2 separate regions of the Oryzias latipes genome follow, and region 2 is linked to region 1. Evidence: chromatin contacts called from public Hi-C data. All regions are on one chromosome and are shown on one strand. The core of a region is the stretch at or near the end of the contact, and the rest is flanking DNA. Distances in the headings are between cores, read along the strand shown.

Evidence for each region. Hi-C and Micro-C count contacts between places; a contact is called where the count stands out from the background.
Region 2: a contact with region 1 is called in a Hi-C map of gastrula embryo, with 3 times the contacts expected there. The contact joins the enhancer-like site here to the promoter of fam98b in region 1. A contact is called at or near these places in 5 of 5 Hi-C or Micro-C datasets (embryo, fibroblasts and gastrula embryo).

The regions. Positions count from the first base shown.
Region 1 is chr22:7,009,664-7,012,287 of ASM223467v1, reverse strand. It overlaps fam98b (protein FAM98B), which reads left to right and starts at 1,338. Exons shown (of 8, transcript XM_004082477.4): 1 at 1,338-1,504; 2 at 1,655-1,803; 3 at 2,461-2,589. The coding sequence starts at 1,467.
Region 2 is chr22:7,052,916-7,055,539 of ASM223467v1, reverse strand. No RefSeq gene overlaps it. Among protein-coding and RNA genes, the nearest start is that of spred1, 6.9 kb to the right of the region's middle. Within about 2 kb of position 1,294, at least 5 of the 8 cell types and tissues checked have an H3K27ac peak or open chromatin away from gene starts, as enhancers often do. A contact at or near this core is called in embryo and gastrula embryo, where this site is marked.

The sequences.
Region 1 (2,624 bases), core at 89-2,588:
TATGAAGGAATGGTCTTAAGATGGTACTCCTCCTGAAGTGTGTCATTTAAATTGGGAAATTATGTTTGGTAAATGGTTTTAATCCTTTATTTCCCTTTTGAACGATGCTTCATTTGTGGGGACCATGCAGGAGAAGTACTAGAACCTAAATACTGCATGTGGGTTGTGCCCATGAAATATTTGTCTGATTTTCTTTCACCAATACGAAGTAGTTCATGTTTCTGCCATTGTTGACTCTTATTTTGAGCTTCTGCAAACTGGAGTCATCAAATACTGTCATCTTGTTGATACAGTATATTATTTTCAGCAGATTTTAAGTCAAAGCTTCTGCACAAGGATCTTCCCACAGCTAGTCAATCACCAGTTTCATACAGGTTTCCAGGTGGCCTGCCCTTTACCCTCAGGCCCGTTTGTGCTGCTGTCTCTAACACGTGCTCTGAAGCCTGAACATGTAGAGGAACATTATGTTCAGATTCAGCTAACAACAAATAGTTGTAGGACACTGAGAATGCTGTGCTGTACTGATTGAGAGTGTGATGGTATGGGGCAGCATCTTTTTGAGGAGCAAATGAGGCTATTGATTTCCTGGAAGGAAATGACTGTAAAGGTCTTCCACATGCTACTAAAGCTTACATATGTTGAATGATGAATTATTAATCTGTCAGTTTGTTTTCTTTTTTCAAACCACCAAAGAAGAATCTGAAACAGAATGAGATGTATAGAGCTGATCTGGAAGATCTAGCAATAATTGTCATGGCAGCACTATTAATACTCAGCTACTATGAATGCATGCTGCTTTAAAACATGACATACTTTAATGGGACGAAAAACAGGCTATCCAATTATAGTTTTATTTTCAAGTCTATGCAGGAGATTTTATTTGTTGTTTTCTAACACAGATGCATTGTAACCCTTGTGCTATCCTAGGCACTTTAACATTGAGAGTTGGGTCATCTAGACCCACTAGACAGTTCGTTGAACCTTTTTTCTTCAATGATTTGTGATCTTCACTGGTGTCCATGGATTACATGAAATCTTTCCACCTTTATCCACCTTTGTCATGGTAGGAATAACACGTCAATGTAAGGGTGGGGTCATCTAAGATAGCACAAGGGTTTTAAAAGTGGTTTACCATGGCCAGGTGTCCTGATACAACAGAGAAATCACCACACACAAATTTCCTTACTTTGTTTTTCAAAAGTAAAAAAAAAAAAAAGATTTTAATATAAATCTTTCTTGCGGTTAGATGATTGTACATTTTATTTTAAAAAAATTGGGACTGTACTAGAATCGACGTAAATAGTTCCACTGCGGAACCATGTATTTGTGATGCCTCCGTTTCTAACCGGAGCGGGTCCGTTGGTGTACAAAGGAAATGAATGGGTTGAAACGCTGTTTGTTGACATACATGTGTTCACATCATCGAGTTTTAAATAACTTGGAATAAAAAACTCACGCTGTTAGGAATGGAATGTGACATCTTGGACTCTTTGGATCAGCTCGGGTAAGCTAACCAGCCAGGCATTAGCATGTAACTGTCTCCGCTACCCGAACCCGTGAGCAGTTAGTTTATAAATAACGTTACGTACTTAGCGGAATATAACCATGTACACTGACTGTAATAATCGATTTTGACATTTGTTACGGTGTGCAGCTATGACGGGCCTCTCCTGGAGGAGAAGGCGCTTCTTCGCGCCGCAGAGAGCGGCCTGTCCTCGCCGGAGTACGTGAGCCTCTGCGGCTGGTTGGCGTCCAGACTGAAGCCGCTGTGTAGCCTGGAGGAGAGCATCACCTCCGGATCAGGTCAGCCATCTGACTGCACCAACACCAGAAACTCCACAATGGAACCGTAGCATAAAATAAACATAAAAATGAAAAAATATTTTTGATGCTGAAAAGGCGCTCCTATGACACAGTTTGATGAAAACTCTGTTTATTTCCAATTTAAAAGTGGTGTCAGAGCGAAGAAGATGCATTTGTGGGAAGATTGGAGCAGATTTGTTACCTGGCAAATTCTAATTATTTTTCTATATAGTATAGTTATAAATATTATTTTCATTTTTTCTATTGATTTAAACCTGTGACATCCTCAGGGGCTGATGAGTTTGGATCCTTCATGCCAGTGAGGGGGTTCTGCTAAATTAACCCTTAGCAATTCCTAAAATTACATCCAAAACTTATGGCGATACTTTATTCAATTTTTACAAACATCTGCTGTGGGTGGGTTAGTGGGTGGGTGTCACTGGTGTGGATGATGGGTCCCCCATAATATTGTGTCCCCACTCCAGTATCAATCCAGAATTCTACTTAGCATCTTATTTATAAATCATTTTATGCTTTAACATGTTGGTTTTTACTTATGGTTTTCTAATTTACAATGTTTTTAACATGTAAATAACTTTGCATTACATGAGTATGAAAAGTTTGATTTTGAAGATGCACCAATCTCATTGCTTCTAGATGACCTGGAGAGCCTCCAGGTTGAGATGAGTGGGCTTCTGAGGGAACTTCACTGTCCTTATGAAGAAGGCCTCTCTGGAACTCCTAAAGGCACCGTGGGAAATACCAAGAAGCATCTCCAGTTCCTCTGTATCTACTCACCTTCCTTAATCCAAATTGTATTT
Region 2 (2,624 bases), core at 45-2,544, 43 kb before region 1:
ATTTTTAGGCAAAATTTTTTTTTTTTTGAAATTGTCATTTTCTCGGGCATTGTTTCTGCAGAGCAGCAGGAGTTGACTAGAAATTCAACTCTGAGTTGTGGGTGGGACCGACGGCGTACTCATTTCCCATCATCTCTTTTGTTTACACGCTCTACCTTACAGCCCCACACAACCCCAAACTGACATTAGAGAAGCAAAAAAATGCCGTACAATTTTGATCCAGATCCCAGCTCAGACGAGGGGAACTGAGCCGTTAGTGGATCTATTTGTCTAAAGGTGGATGCATCAGAGTGATGCGGAGCAGGGAGCTTGCGGCCTGCCGAGTGTAGTTTGTATGTCACAAATACTGCTTTTTTTTAAACACCATTTTTGTCGTCTGCTCCTGATTCACAGAAAAAAGAAATACTCAGAAATGCAGAAATGCATCACAATTTTCTTCATATATGTCCTCCATCATGAAAAAAGTTCTACTAAAATGTGTTACAAACACCAAAAACCCAATTTTCTCTAGACTGGGTCTTTAAATGTAAAATTTAAGCACAAGTAATTATTTGTTATTATGGCAACAAATAGGAAGGCAAAACACCATGACATGTGGTGCTTCCCTTTGTGTTTATGCAAACATGTGCTACTTGCAGAATTTTGCCAAGCCAGACCAGTTTTGCCTTTGCGCATCGCCACTGGGACGCGTGATGAACATGAACCCAACCTCTTAAGTTTTTCCTATGATTCAATCATTTCAAATGCATGGATTTCTGTGTTTAGAGGAGGCTGAGCTATTTAAAGAGCAGAGGTTGAGCACACTGTGAATGTACAGCCAGTCTCTTTTGAAGTTCATACGGTTCTGTGATGCACTGTGAGTCACACATGACCATGCAAATGGGGGTGGTGTGTGTGTGTGTGTGCGTGTGTTCATCTCTGCCTTTTCTCTCATTTTTTTACAGATTTGCTTCAATTCTAACCTCTGCAGAACTGAAAGAGTTGGGTCAAAAATGGCAGGCTGTCTCTCTGCAAACAGACAAGGATGAATCGACAGCAGTGAAGGGTAATGCAGGCACAGGGAACAAAAACTGTATCTCAAATCTTATATCACTGCTGAGCGTAGGCATGTACTGCCAAGCATAAAGGCATAATGACGCCTCCCCCATGCATCAAATTCAGTTCTCATCCATCGCCATGCTCATCAGTTAAGTGCCTTCCTGGCCCGGCTGCCTTCCTCTGCCGCTCATAGGAATGGATGAAGCACTGAAGCCATGCTTTGCGCTTCCTTTAAGCAGCCACCCCTTCAGCACTCACAGAAGTGGTATGTTCCACATGGAGGACTGCAAACGTTGAGAGAGCACATTGTTTGTAATCTGGCAATGCAGGGGTCACTTCCTGACTCGTGTGCCCGCTCTCTTCTCCCTCCCTCCTGTGTGTCCATCAGTGGGCTAAGTGGGCTAGGCCTTATGGACAAACCCTGTCCTTCCTCTTTTGTGTATGAATGCTCTAACATCTGAAAACAATCAAATAATCTGGGCACAATACCTCTCTTTATGGAGGGGTGCTGGTGGTTCCCAAATGAGCGGGAGGATTAAGTGGAGGAGGCCGCAGGGGGAGAAACAGAGGGATGTGGACGAGGGGCTGCACAGTTGAGGAGGGGGATCTAAAGACTGATTTTAAATGGACTGGATAATCTTCTGGGGTTTTTTTGTATTTGCCTCTGATTTCCCCCACTGGTTTTTAGCAAAGCTGGCGTGGTTAAAACCAACCATTCTGTTTATCTTCTGTCCAAAATACGCCTGTGACGATTGTTTAGCAGAAAAGGAAATCGAGATTTTCTCTGGGAGTCGAGTGAAACATCGGAATGAAATCTTTTTCTTTGTTTTACTTTGGGTTCCCAACACTTTAAGCTAATCAGAAAGCGTCAAGACATTGGAAGTTTGTCTTCCAATGTAGTTTTGTCTCCATGATTCAAGATCAAATTTAAGTTTAACAGAACTTCCTTAAAGAAACAAACCAAAGAAAACCATCTTTTGTTTTTTTTTAACATGTTCCTGTGACATTTTTCAGATGATGCAGGACATATATGCGTCATTTACCCTATATATTTCAAGCTTAATAAATTAAGCTTAAGCTAAATTAATGAAGAAATACTCAAACCCAATTTCAAGCTTAAGCTTGAAATTGGGTTTGAGTATTTCTTCATTCAAATTGTTTTAGATCAGGAGCAGATGACAAAATGCCATTTGAAAAAGCTTGTAGCAGTGACTTAGAAGATACAATCGGCAGGCCATAACTTCCCTGCTCTGCTCCATTCCGATGCATTCACTTGCAGACAAATAGATTGTTTTCCTCGTCTGAGCTGGAATCTGGTACAAAACTCTACAGCTGGATAGGTCCAATTTTGTTCGCCATATTTTTTATAATGTTAGGTTGGGGTTGTGAGAGGCTGTAAGCAAGCAGGAGAGTGTAAACAAAGGGATAATGGGATGTGGGGGTAGGCCTACTCCAAACCAATGGTCCCGTCCACAACTCAGAGGCGAGTTCTAATGACCTCCTGCCGCTATGTCCTAGAAAATGACACAGGTTTTTTGATAGGAGGGGATAATCATAGTTAAAAGACCACTTGGAATGCTTTGATA